Regions from separate parts of the Mus musculus genome. Here region 1 is linked to region 2. A link is a contact called in public promoter capture Hi-C data. All regions are on one chromosome and are shown on one strand. Each heading gives the region's core, a stretch centred on a gene start, on an enhancer-like site or on the middle of the called end of the contact. The rest is flanking DNA. Distances are from core to core; before and after follow the strand shown. Region 1 holds the start of Gid4 (GID complex subunit 4, VID24 homolog). Region 2 holds the start of Igtp (interferon gamma induced GTPase).

Region 1 (7,156 bases), core at 4,211-6,710, 2.2 Mb after region 2:
AGTACTTGCTTCACAAGTATGATGATCTAGTTGAATGCCCTGTACCTATATAAAAAGCCAGAGAATAGTCATGTAGCTTTCAATACCAGTGTTGAAGAAGTGGGAACAAACAAGAGGATCCCTGCAGCTTGCTGGCCATTTAGCCTAGCCAATTCAGCAGCCCTGTCTCAAAACACACGGAGAGGGTCAGCAAGATGGCTCAGCAGGTAAATGTGCTTATCATGCAAGCCCAATGACCTAAATTCAATCCCCAGATCCCACACAAGTTTGAAAGGAGAGATGACCACATAAAGATGGTCTCTGTCCTCCACATGCATGTGTGGCACATATATCCAGACACATATACAAACAATGAAAAACAAAGAGGCAGCCATAAGAAAACAAAAACAAAAAACAAAACAAAGACAGGAGAGAACAACTTTGAAAAGCTAGTCATAAGAAGAATGAGAAATTAATAACCTCTAGTTTTCTTCCCTGAGACGTTGCTTAAGTCCATATACAGAAACAAGTGGTTTTCAGTGTCACTTCCTTCTTAAATCCCTCTTGTCTAATGTATGGTTATTCTACCACTCACAGTTTAGGAGCTGCCCCCTACCCCCCACTTTTAAGAACCTAAAGGCACAGGACTACAATTCCCAGACTACAATAAAAATCTGTGTCAACCATACAATCATGATACCGTTATCTTTTAAAACAGCGCCATCTGGTGGGTCTTGGACCTTAAAGCTAAATTCAAAATAGTTAACCTTTTATAATCCTATGACATCTCTAAGTGGTGGTTTTCAGACATCAAAATTCGTTTAACATAAACATATAAAGAAAGCCTCCAACTCAGGCCAGGTATGGTGGTGTGTGCCCTTAACCACAGCACTGAGGAAGCAGAGGTAGGCAGTTTGAGACCAACTTGGTCTACATGGAGATCAAAGCCATCCAGGGATACACAGAAAGACCATCTCAATAATTAATGTAATTAATAATCCACACTGAAATACTACATCACACCCTTTGAGGTGACTATAATAAAAAAGTCAGACAATAACAAGTTTTAGTGAGGGTATAAAGAAATTTGAGACTTCATGCACTAGTACTAGAAATTTAAAACATTGCATCCACCTTAAAAAACAAAAAACAACCTTAAGGGCTAGGAGGTGGGGACACAGGTATTTAATCTCAACAACTGAGAGCAGAGGCAGATGGATCTCTGTAGTGTGAGGTCAGCCTGCTCTACAATGCTAGTTCCAGGACAGCTATGGCTATACAGAAAAACTATCTTGACACCCCTCGCCACCAAAAAACCCCCAAAAAACAAAAACTAATCTTACTATTCCTTAATGAGCTAATTTCCATTTGATCCAGCAATTTTAAGCTTAGAAAATATAGCCAGGAAAGATAAAACCAAACCCATGCAAAAACTTGTACACAAAAAGTGCTGTATCAGCATCATTCATCATCATTCATTACTCAACCAAAGAGTAAGAAACAACTCACGTGTCCATAAATGTGTATTTCTACACCAAGCTATTCAGCAATAAAAAGACTGGACTATGGATATATGTATGATACAACACAGACAGACCTTGAGAACATAAATACTCAATTACTAAGTAGAAAAGGCTAGTCCTAAGCTCCACACAATGCAATGTCTAAAACTGAAATCTTTAAGGAAGTAATGGTTGCCTACGGCTGGGGAGATGGCCAGGCAGGTGGATGGTACTAAAGGGTACTCGCTGCCTTTTTTTTTTTAATGTGTTTAGGAATTTTGCCTGCATGTATGTCTATCCACGATGTGCACGCCTTGTGCCCAAGGCCAGAAGGCATTTGATCCCCCGGGACTGAAGTTATGGATGGCTGTGAGCTGCATGTAGGTGCTGGGAACCAAACCCAGGTCCTCGGGAAGAGCAACCAGTGCTCTTAAGCCTGAGCCAGCACTCTATCCCCTACGGACTACTTTTTACCATGATAAAAATGTTCTTAAACTGACGGTGATGGTCATTCAAATTAGTGAATATATACTAGGGAATGTACTGTATGCTAAGTAAATTATATGTATTAGATTTTTAAAATTTTATCTCACCTGTGAGTGCTCTGTCTGACTGTATGTACATGTGCTATGTATGTGCTTTGTACCCACAGAGGTCAAGGTCAGAAGAGGGTATCTGATCCCATGGAACTGGAGTTACAGATGGCTGTGAGTCACTATATGGGTGCTGGGAACTGAACCCATTCCTCTGTAAAAGCAACAAGTGTTCTTAATCTCTGGGCCATCTCTCTAGCCCCTTAAGTAAATTATATCTTAATAAAGGTATTTAAAATTCTGCCAGGGTCAGAGAGATGGCTCCGTGGGTAAAGGTGCTTACAAGCAAGTCTGATTCCAAGTTTAATCTCCCAAGCCCATGTAAAGGTAGCAAGAGAGCACCAACTGTCAGAGGTTGTCCTCTCATCGCCACATGTACAGTGGCACATGGATGCCCAAATACATGCATACACAAATAAATATATGATAATAAAAAATTCTTGCAGCCAAATACATAAGTGCACTATTTTCCAAATTGCTTTTCATCTGGAGTGGAGGTCCATACCCTAGGCTGTTCTGGCCAATATAATGAAAGCAGACAATATGTATGAGTATGTGGCTTTGTTCCAATAAAACTCTACTTCAAAAGCAGATAGCCGTCTGGTCCCTGACACTCCTATGAGAATGGCAAAGCAGGTAACGTCTCTTAAGTGGCAGAAACTTGGAGAAGCTGCCTTGGACAGGAGGCAATTTGTAAATGGTAGGAACAGGACAGGACTTCAAGCTTTTATTTCTTTGGGAATTTACCTCATATGCTGCTTCTCCAAACTACATCCTCCTCTGGGCAGAAAACAGCAGGAGGGTGGCAATGGCCTCACAAAGGTCTCTGCACTGCAGGACCTCCTCCTCCAACCCCACAGCGAGCCCTTCCTTCAAAAGCCTCTCCTCTCCTGACAAGTTTCTATGGTGTAGCTGTTCCTAACATTGACAAGTGGATTCTTAAAGAAGAAGGACTTAATAATTTACATACTTCAAAGATACACAAAAATATCTCCCACCTGGGGAGGACAAAAAGAGCAAAGCATACCCTAGGGAGGCACGGCATAAACAAAGGAACACATTCAGGAGTTCACTAAATAGGCAAAGGGTCAATTTAAGCGCATGGATGCTTTTTGTTTTCCATTGTGGAGGTGCTTGATCTGCCATCTTTTCTTCTGTATTACAGACTTACCAGTTGGCTCTTAGCATTATTTAGCACATAGTAGGTAGTCAAAGGTGAAAGAAAATAGGAATGTATGAATGAATGGGGCACAGAGAGCTATCTGTAAGTCAAGCCCGTTCTCCTCCTCCCCATACCCCATGACCTCAAGTGATCCTATCTCAGGCTCCCAAGCAGCTGATACATGTGTGTGACGCTACTCTTAGCTTCTTCCTTTGTCTTTACTGGCTTTTTCTGCCCCACTTTTAGGCCTTCGTTTGTGTCCTGATAAGCAAAAATCAGCTCCCTGGTGCATCCACTCCCTTCCCCAGTTATATAAAATCATGGGCTATAGACCATTGAACGGCTCACCACGTATAGACGCTGACCACTAAACCCAACATCCTCAGTTCAGTCCCTCAAAGCCACAACCAAGTCCTGCTGGTTGTCCTCTGACCTCCATGTGCATGCCAAGTGCACACACAGATATATACACACTAAATGAAACAAGAAATTATGGGATTTACAGCCTAAAGAATTCTTAAAGGCAATCTCATGCTTCAGATCACCAAAGAAAGCAACATCATACATGCCCAAGACCACAGTACCTCAGAGATTTTGCCAACAACAGACCCCAGGTTTGTACTCTTATGCCAATTGCCAAACTGCCTATGGAATTGTTGCCTAATGAGGGCAGTGTTGCAGCAAGACCTCTAACACCCAGTCATCACCTCTGGACATGTTACACCCCCTTTCTCCCCCATCAAACTCTTACTCATCTCTCAAGCCCCAGTTTAAATGCCCTTTCAATCACCCTGTACACGCTCATCCTTGTGATTTCTTAAGTCCTTCATAGTTCCCATATCACAATATATTGCAAACTATTGTTTCGTAAGCATAATGAATCCTGCATCTGATGTTGAGAATCATTCAGGTGAGACCACATGCCCTCAACACAAAACAACTAACTGAATTTAGAGAGGTCATCACTACTTTTCATTCACTGAAGTGAACCTCACTTGTAGCAATCTCTCTTTCAGAAGCAATGAAATAACCTTCTTTCAGTCTTATTACAGTCCTTAGTAGGTCAAAGAAGCCTGGCATAAACTCCCACTTAGAGAAAGCTGCAGAGAATGCAGAGGCTGTGGCACTGCACTAGGACAGAGGGCCCGCAAACCCCTAAGGAAGTGTGCTGTGTGTGGTGGAAGACTTAAGGCCTGCCTCTGTGCCAAGTCTTCTGCTGGGTCCTGAGGACACAACACAGTCATGAGGACACAACACAGTCAGGTCAGTCTTTGCCTTCCATAGCCTCAACCAGTCTGCTCTGTGACCTTGGATGTCCTGATTGAAAGCCCAAATTTTCCTTTCTGAATCCAACTAAGACACCTGCTCCCCTTTAAAAGGAAAAACAAACAAACAAACAAACAAGCAAACAAAAAAACCCTGAAGCTGGGAGGTGGTGGTGGTGGTGGTAGTGGTGGTAGCACTCAGGAACTAGAGACAGGAGGATCTCTGAGTACGAGGCCAGCCTGGTCTATAGAGTGAGTTCCAGAGCAGCCAGGGTTACACAGAAAAATCCTATCCCCGAAAAAATAAAAAGAAAAGAAAAAATAAAGGAAATTGAGAAAAGCCTCAAGAGCCAAATATCTCGTGTCCTGGGCACGCTGTGTCCCCTAAAGTCACCCTCGCACTTGTTTGGATGTCATTTTTCAAATTGAAACAGAACTCTGTTGCTCTAAATATTCGCATAGGCCTGAACCCTGCCTGTCACCCCGCATTGCACGTCAGAAACCTTCCTCCAGGTGAGCCCGACTTGGCTCCTGACCAAAAAGTCACATTATGTCCGGGCCTCACCTGTTGGCGGGACATAGGCCCGGGCCGGAGGCTGCGGAGCTGGCCCCGGCCATACTGAGACGGTGGGGTCACTGAGACGCCGGTCCAAGAGACCGCGCCACCGGTCCCTCAGCCGGGGGTAGATTCGCCACATCCTGCCCAAGGACCTGGGTGGACACATGCGTGGAAACAGAGTACAGGAAAAGAGCGAAGAGAACCCCACACCCCTCGCTGGTTCTGTACGGAAACCTCTCACCAAGGGTTCATAGCCCTCAGCCTCCTCAGCACGCCGCCATCTTCCTCATGACACCTACGGCGCGCCGTCGCAGCCGTGCGCCCCGCTGCGCGCCACTCCCGCCCCCGTCAATCAGCATCATAAACGTGCTCGCCACGCCCCCTCCATGCCGCGCCACGGGAAGAAAACTACAAGTCCCAGAGGGCCGTTCGCGCTCTGCGCCACGTGCTTTCTCTGTCCGCCAATGGGCGGAAGCGCCGCGTGAGCTTGCTCCCGCCTCTCCAGCGCGCCCGCGCCAATTGGAAGCTGCAGAGTGTGTGTGTGTTTGTGTGTGTGTGAGCGCGCGCGTGTGTGTGTGAGCGCGTGTGTATGAGTGAGTGAGTGTGTATGCGCGTGTGTGTGTGTGTGCGTGCGTGCGTGTGTGTGTGTGTGTGTGTGTGTGTGTGTGTGTGTGTGTACCCGCGAGGGCAAGTGGGAAGGGAGACCCAGCTCAGGTCTGGGAGGCCCTGCTTGCAGGTCTCCGGGTCCAGGTGGCAACACGAGCGCTTGGTCTGGCCTCAGCGGGCGGGTGGTTCCCCGGCCCCTCCCCCGCGCGTGCGCGCCCGGGTCCGCCCTCCCCGCAGCTTCGGCTCCCGCGCGGCGGCGGCGGTTCCTTCCCCCTCCCCCAGCCCTGGCTCCGGGGGACCCCGCGATGCCGGTCCGCACCGAGTGTCCCCCGCCGGCGGGTGCCTCAACCACATCCGCGGCCTCACTCATCCCGCCGCCGCCCATCAACACCCAGCAGCCCGGCGTGGCCACCAGCTTGCTCTACAGCGGCTCCAAGTTCCGTGGCCACCAGAAGAGCAAGGGGAACTCGTACGACGTAGAGGTGGTGCTGCAGGTGAGCGCCAGGCGGCAAGGCCGGGCCCGAGGGCCTCCTCGCGGCGCTCACGGGCCGGGCCTGCCCTGGGCTCCTCGAGCCCTCAGCCGCGGACCAGGCCCTCTCACTGCCGGGGCCTCCTGCACCCGGCGCCTCCCACCGGGACCTGCCCAGCTGATGTCACACTCTCGAACCCTACCCCTAGCCCACCCCTAGACTCAGAGCCTGTAGTGGCCAGTCTCCGACAGACCCCGAAGACTGTCCCACACTTAGAGCCTTTGACTCGCCGGCTTGGGCATCCGGAAGCTCCCCCATGACTAGCCGTCCTTTAGCCTGAGTCGGTTCTTCCCAAGTCCTGTCCTCCCTACACCAGCCAGCCCTCCCACCAGTCCCTGTCGGATCCTGAAAAACTCTCCATTGGCTGCCCCAAACTCAGTACCTCTCGATAGCGGCCAGTGTCACATTCTCCCGGAATGAAGCTTTTCCTCTGACCCCAACTCCATCCTGAGTGCCAGGGACATTGCTCCTTAGGAGAACTCAGTCAGCCCACTGCTGACGGGGGAGAGGTGGCCAACCTCCCTCCATTGGCTGAGACAACCCACAGAGGTTGAGGCTCCCCAAAGACCAGGGAGCCTCACACCCAAATATCTCCAGTTGCACCACTTAGTGTTAAGACCTTGTCTCGTGGGGCCTTCCAGTACCAAAACCCGGCGTCAGTCAGTTCATAGGCATCCGCTGCTACACTTTGCTTCCTGTCCCAGGCTTCTTACCCTACCCTGCTGTGGCTCCTTCCCATCCCTGGCAGTCCCCCTGGCCTCTCCCCAGACCTCGCACCTTGATCTAGCTGGTTGCTATTGCTGGCTGTAGTGTTGCTGATTGTTATCTGCATAGCTCCAGAGTTTCCTCCGAGCCTCAGATGCCTAAGTACTGGGAAATCTAACACAGTTTTGTTTTGTGTCCACTTACCTCCCCCTATTTGACCTGGATATCTGAGTACTGGCTGGTGGCTGCCAGTCC
Region 2 (7,321 bases), core at 1,242-3,741:
CAGAGATCACTGGCTATACTCATGGGAGGCATGCTTGAGTGGCGATAGCTCCCAAGGTGGAATGCTGGGATCATTAAAATGTAAGAATCTAAAACATCTTCCTGAACTTGGGGACCAACTCCACTTGGCTCATGCAGACACTACATTTAGAACAGGAAATGGAAACCCCTAGTGCCAGGGAACTGTGTGGGTAACTGTTTACAGCAGCATTCTTTCCTTAGGCTTTGAGGGGGAACAGAGAGGGGAAGAGAGGGGGCAGGGCCTCTAGTTGTTTCTAAAAAAAAAATCACATATACAGGAATTGGGGTGTGAACATGGGCCACAATTGTTCCCTTCTTTCCTCCCTCCCTTCCTCTCTCCCTCTCTCTCTTCCTTCCTTCTTTCCTTCCTTCCTCTCTTCTTTTCTTCCTTCTTTCCTTCCTTCCTCTCTCTTCTTTCCTTCCTTCTTTTCTTCCTTCCTTCTTTCCCCTTCCTTCCTTCCTTCCTTCCTTCCTTCCTTCCTTCCTTCCTTCCTTCCTTCCTTCCTTCCTTTCTCCCTCCCTCCCCCCCTCTCTCACTCTCTCTTTCCTTCCTTTGTTTTTGAAACAGGGTTTCCTTGTGTAGCTCTAGCTGTCCTGGAACTTGATCTGTAGACCAGGCTGACCTCGAACTCAAGAGATCCTCCTGCCTCTGCCTCCTGAGTGCCTGGTTTGTTTAGATTCTTACGAAACTGACATCTCCCTGTAGCCCAGCAGGGACAGGAGTCTGCTTCTTGTTCTTGCTCTGGTGACAGTCGGGAAGCAGAGGCCAGCTATAAAGGCAAAGGGTAGAAAAGAATACAGGTGGATAGTGGCAATCCTGCTGATGTCCCCTGATGTGGCGAATGTTCCTCACACAGGAGAGATCGTTGGGAAGTTCGCATGCACAGCAGTCACCTTTGGGTCTCAGGGACAGAGACAGCCTGGTCCTAGGGGTCTGTTATACCTTCTTTGTAAATCATCACCTGTGTATGCACACACATATGGAGGCTACAGGACAACTTTGTCTGTCTTTCCTCAGAGGTTCTCCACCTTGTTTATTGACACAAAGTCTCTCACTGTAACTGGGGCTTACCAAATAGTCTAGGCTGGCTGGCCATCAGCCTATCTCCGTACTGGAGTTACTAGTACATATCACCACGTCTAACTTTTGACATGGGATCTGGAGGATTGAACTCAGGTCCCTGTGTGTGCACTGTAAGCACCTTACTGACTTCATCTCCCCAGCCTGTCAATCATCTATTGACCAAGTTCATCGATCAGGAACACTCCTGTGCAAGGGCATCTTGCAGAGTGCTGCCTGCTGTCATTTTCTGAGCGAGAGAAGTCACAGGTGGCAGAGACACTTAAAAATGAGATGACTTAGCAGGTAAAAGCACTGACTGCTCTTCCGAAGGTCCTGAATTCAAATCCCAGCAACCACATGGTGGCTCACAACCATCTGTATTAAGATCTGATGCCCAGGCCGGGAGAGGTGGCCACGCCTTTAATCCCAGCACTTGGGAGGCAGAGGCAGGCGAATTTCTGAGCTCAAGGCCAGCCTGGTCTACAGAGTGAGTTCCAAGACAGTCAGAGCTATACAGAGAAATGTCCTGTAACTCCGGTTGCACGGGTTCCAACTCTCTGCTCCGACCTCCGAGGCTCATGCACATGCACACCTATTGAAGGGAGGGATGGGGGAGGGAGGGAGTCAGGATGTTAGGGACAGTGAGTGAAAATGAAAGACCAGGTCAGTAAATGGCCTGGGGTGGGGGGAGCCCTGGGGGCATGGACTGTGCAAATGAGCACACACTTCCCATCAGCCACTTACCCTGCTAAGCAATTACACAGGGAAACTAGCCCATTCCCCTCTACCTGGGCACTCAGTGGTCCAGGGCATCACTGTACACAAAAAAAAAAGGAGAGGGGGAGGGGGAGAGGGGGGAGGGGGAGGGGGGAGGGGGAGGGGGGGAGAGTGTTTATTTTTATTTTTTGGTTTTTGTTTTGCTTTGTTTTAAATATTTTTCCTGAACTCAAGAGAAACCGGTGGGCAGAAGGAGACCACTTAAAGGTGGCATATTCTGCCGCATACTTTGATCCTGGGGAGACGACAGAATTGGAACAGGGCAGAGTAGGTGGAATTTCTGCCCCTGAGCTGAGTGGGCGGGAAGGAGCGAGTAGACAATGAGAAGCGACAGAAGCCCCAAGGAGCAGCAATGAAGGGCGAGTAGTTCTCCAAGGACCAAGTTCGCTGGGTCTCAACATGGTGCCATCATTAAGAGGGGCTCCGGAAAGGAGGTAGCAGGGTCAGACAAGGCAGCTCTGACCGAAGTCTGAATGGCAGGCTTCACGGGCAGACTTCTGACCTCTATACCTGGAATCTGGCCCAGTTACCCCTCTCTTTGAAGAAGAACGTGGCCTCTGAGTGCTAACTCCCGAAAACTAGCCATTTCTAGGAACTGAAACTGAAAGCTGTTCGGGCATCAGGCCCCGCCCCTTGGGGAGGAGGCAGGCAGGGCTCACGCCTAGAAGTTGGGGACTTACATCTGGGCCAACATAGATAGAGCAGGGTCTGAGAGGAAACCTAGGAGCTCAGGCTGCCCTTCAGCTGCTCCTGCCTCTTCTAATCGCTCTTCCCCACAGGACCCTGCCCCACCACACTTCTCTCTCTCCTGACCGTCCTGAGCCTGGATTGCAGCTTTGTAAGGCTTCTGAGCAGGTAGGTGAGGGGCTCCTGCTTGGCCTATAAACCTGCTCAGGGCAGGGGAGTCTGGGGTCAGGTGTTCCTCTGGGGCACCCTGTGCAGCAGGCACCCTCCTGCACTGTCTTCAGGATCGGAGTGCATGGTGTCTGGCTGAATCAAGTCCTTCCAATTCACCAGAGAGAAGCAGTGTGCTTCTTTTTTTACCTGGGTATCCCTGGGTTTGTGGGTCTTCTGAGGGAGCCTAGTTAAGAGAAAACAGGTGGGATTTTACTCAAATTCTCTTGGCCACTACTTCGATGACCCCTCAGGGGCCAGAGTCCAGGATCAGAACAGCCCACAGGTAATATTGGAACATTCTGGAATTGTGTAATGTGCATCTGTTCTCCATGTGCGACACGCAGGGGCTAGAACTCTGGCTTGGAAGGCTGGGTTCATAAGGAAACTTTTTGTCTAACTCTGTTGGGCATTATCTATCTGCCTTGGAGACGCTGGTTCTTCATCTGCCAGCATTTAATTTAATCTTTTGGAAGAGAGTATAACAAAATGCAACCCGACGGAACATAGTAACATAGGCAACCAATGGGCTGCCACTTCCACTGTGTATGTGACCTTTTTTGTGCAGGTGTGTGTGAGACTATTGCATTTGTGTGTGGGCCCGAGTGTCTGCTTGCCAGTGTGTATGTGTGTATAATCCAGAGGCTGACATTAGGGTGTCTTCCTCAGTCACTCTCCAATTTATTTCATTTTATTGAAATAGAATCTCTCAGTGAACCTCTTGGCTAGACTGACTGGCTGGCCAGCAAGCCCTCTGGGATCCTCCTCTGGACCTCCACCTCTCCAGCTAGGGTATTTTAGGCATGAGTATTGAAACTGGCTTTTATGTGGATGCCAGGGGTTCAAACTCCTGCTTGTGAGGCCAGTGCTTTCTTCATTGAGGCATCTCTTTCCCCCCCTTTCCCCAGAGTATTTAGAGAGATCTGGATCTTTATGGAGAATTGTAGTCAGCTTTAGATCAACCAGAAGCGTGACCAGGAACTGCTTTGTATAATTCAAGATGTCTTTCTTCTCTCCTTTCTTCCTTTCTTTTCTTTTTTCTTTCCTTGTCTTTCTTTTTGTTGGTTTTTTTTTTTTCTTGAACAGTCCACGGGGGCTTTTTATTTATGTTTTACACCTCTATAAAAAGGTGGCACACGCCTTTAATTCCAGCACTTGGGAGGCAGAGGCAGGCGGATTTCTGAGTTCGAGGACAGCCAGGGCTACACAGAGAAACCCTGTCTCGAAAAACCAAAAAAAAAAAAAAAAAAAAAAAAGAATCCCGGGATTTCCCCCCTCTGTGTGTTTTCGTCTTGCTTCTTCATGGTCCAGTACGGTGAAGCCACACTGACAGGTGGGAGCAGGTCCGCACTTGTTCAGCCTGCCTTTGGGGCCCACAGTAGTCCCCAGCTCTGAGATCATCAATGATTTAAAATTCGCCAATGTAGCTTTGCTTCATCATCTCAGTTAGGACCTGAGCGATGCCTTGGCCCACGGCCCGACGAGTGCCTGGCATTTGCCTCTCTTCTCAGCTGTTCTTGAGAGCACCCGCCGGGGCATGCACACCACAAGCAAGCTCACGGAGAGATGGCAGAAAGAGCTCCTTGTGGTTTCTGACAATACATTTTCCTCATCTGTCATCAGTTGTTGTAAAATCGTTTTTCTAACAGGTTCTGAAGGAGAGTAAAGAGTGCAAGGCCTAGAGCAGACCCACAGAGTTCAGGCCCACAGACATAGACCTTCATACTCCATAAAGTTGAAGAGAGAAGAAAGAAGCCGAGGACCACCGGCCCAGCCATTTTAGCTGAGACTCCAGAGCGTTCACTCAGACAGCGGAGAGCTGTGGAGAGAGAGAGAGAGAGAGCAGGGCACACACGTCCCATGGATTTAGTCACAAAGTTGCCACAAAATATCTGGAAGGTGAGTAGCATGGCTTGCCTGATGTACCGATGAGAAAACTGAGACTTCAGAAACTGGTTGGGCTGGCAGGGAGTTGGATGAGGCTTCAAACACAGGTTGGGGCTCTTGGCTGAACTCCTCCGTTCTGAGCTTATGTCCAGGCCCAGCCACTGTGTGAGTGGCTGCAGACAGTGCTCTGGGGGGAGAGATGAACTCACTTCAGGAAGGGAACAAAGGGAGGAAACATCCCAGGAGAGAGGACTGAGGAGAGAGGCCACCCGGGACAGGAGGGGAGGCCACCGAGGAAAGGAGTAAAGAGAGACGCTAGCCCAGGAGAGAACTGGGTGGGGCCATCCCAGGGAACTAATCAACACTCAGAAGTTGTTCCCTGGAAGTGGTCCCACAGCTAGAACGGTGGCTTTTTGGTGCAGACACTGGGCTCTTCAGTGTAAGGATGGGAAAAGTATCCTTCATGGGATACAGGTACACACTACATGAATCAAAGAGATGGTCTTGAGTTTGGGAGGTTTTGTTTGTTTGTTTGTTTGTTTGTTTTATTTTGTTGTTTTCGAGACAGGGTCTCTCTGTGTAGCCCTGGCTGTCCTGGAACTCACTCTGTAGACCAGGCTGGCCTCGAACTCAGAAATCCACCTGCCTCAGCCTCCCAAATGCTGGGATTAAAGGTGTGTGCCACCACCTCCTGGCAAATTTAGGATTTATTTATTTATTTATTTATTTATTTATTTATTTATTTATTTATTTGAGGCAGGGTTTCTCTGTGTAGCCCTGACTGTCCTGGAACTCAGAGATTTGCCTGCTTCTGCTGGGATGAAGGGCGTTCACCACCACATCTGGCTGATGTGAAGTTTTGAAATGTTGGTGGTGATGCACACAGAAAGGGCTATTTTTTCTTTTTTTTCTTTTTGAGACAGGGTCTCACGAAGTCCAAGCTAGGCTCAAACTTACTGTGTAGGTGAGGATGCCTTTAATTTTCTTATCCTCTTGCTTCCAACTCCTAAATTCTGGGACTACAAGCTTAAGACACATGCCCGGTTTTCTGTGGTACTAGGGACTGAACCCAGCGCTTCGTGTGTGTTAGTCAAACACTCTTATCAACTGAGTAACACCTCTTGGGGTGTCTCCCTCTCCCCTCTCCCCTACCCCCTCTCCCCTCTTCCTCTCCCCGCCCCCTCTCTCTCAAGGAAATAAGAGGTTGTTTATTCTGGAGCGATTTTGAGTTTCCATGGCCTAGGAATAGAGATTTAAGTTACCCCACATTTATGTTCTAATGTGGAAGCTTCAGAAGGTTTTTATAGCTTTACACAACAACAAATCCTAAATCAAGGTAAATTTAAATATATCAGTAGACACATCAGAGAAGCAGAATGGGGGAAGCTTTTCTCTTTCTTTCTTTCTTTCTTTCTTTCTTTCTTTCTTTCTTTCTTTCTTTCTTTCTTTCTTTCTTTCTTTCTTTCTTTTTTTTTTAACGAGACAGGGTTTCTCTGTGTAGCCCTGGCTGTCCTGGAACTCATTCTGTAGACCAGGTTGGTCTCGAACTCAGAGATCCACCTGTCTCTGCCTCCCGAGTGCTGGGAGCCACCACGTCTGGCAGGGGAAGCTTTTCTATTGGCCCAAGATGCCATCTGATCTTTTTTTTTTTTTTTTTTAAGATTTATTTATTATATGTAAGTACACTGTAGCTGTCTTCAGACACACCAGAAGAGGTCGTCAGATCTCATTACGGGTGGTTGTGAGCCACCATGTAGTTGCTGGGAATTGAACTCGGGACCTTCAGAAGAACAGTCAGTGCTCTTACCCATTGAGCCATCTCGCCAGCCCGCCATCTGATCATTTTAATAGATAGAATTTTCCTTTTCTTAAGGAAATAAGAGATAGTTTGTTCTGGAGCCATTTTGATCATGGTTCTAGAAGACAGATTTAGGTTTCCACAAATTCTATGTTCCAACAATCCCTGTTAATGGTGGCATTGTGAAGAAGGCCTGTTGAAATAATTAATTGATAATTCCTGGCGTTATGTTCCAGAATGAAAGACACACACATAACCTTTGTGTTTTGTATTGTGCCTTACTCAGCACAATAGCTGGCCACTGCCTGACCTCCACTACTGATGGAATCTACCTTGTACAGAGAATTCCAAGAATTCTGTGTTCTGTTTTGTGCTCTGGACCCACTGGTCTGGGCTGCACTCTCCTGGTTCCTTCACATGGCATCCATACCTCTCTCGCCTGTACTTTTCTCTGACATGTCGTCTCTCCTTTCCTCGACACTCTCCCTTCTTCTTCCTCTCTCCTGATCCCAAGCCTGGGAAATTCCAAAAACCCACCTCTGTATGTCTTCCCAGCTACTGGCTGATGGAATTTTTATTTACCAGTCAGAACCAATTGGGGGCAAGTTCCTAGAAACCTGTAAGCAGTTTTGGGGACCCAAATTAACATTAGAGTACAAGCAGCATTAGGGCAAACCCACTACACAGGCCTGTTACCTAGGAATAGCAAGGGAGTCATGTATCTTCAATACAGCCCACTCGGTCACCTCACCCAATTCTCATTGCAACCGAGAGGCTCACAATGCTTGATCTCATGGTGAGGATTCAGCCAACCCGTTTGCAGAATAATCTGAATTCTTATATTAGTGTCATTATGTATATTATGTAGATATACATGTGGGC

The links. Promoter capture Hi-C pulls out the DNA fragments that hold promoters and counts their contacts.
Region 1: a promoter capture Hi-C map of the HPC-7 cell line shows a contact between it and region 2. The contact joins the promoter of Gid4 here to the promoter of Igtp in region 2. A contact is called at or near these places in 2 of 39 promoter capture datasets (the HPC-7 cell line and pre-B cells).

Annotation. Positions count from the first base shown.
Region 1 is chr11:60,411,685-60,418,840 of GRCm38.p6, forward strand. Gid4 (GID complex subunit 4, VID24 homolog) reads left to right here and starts at 5,461. Exons shown (of 6, transcript NM_025757.4): 1 at 5,461-6,160. The coding sequence starts at 5,972. Atpaf2 (ATP synthase mitochondrial F1 complex assembly factor 2) reads right to left here and starts at 5,350. Exons shown (of 8, transcript NM_145427.3): 1 at 5,067-5,350. The coding sequence starts at 5,226.
Region 2 is chr11:58,197,065-58,204,385 of GRCm38.p6, forward strand. It overlaps Igtp (interferon gamma induced GTPase), which reads left to right and starts at 2,492. Exons shown (of 3, transcript NM_018738.4): 1 at 2,492-2,715; 2 at 4,404-4,653. The coding sequence starts at 4,615.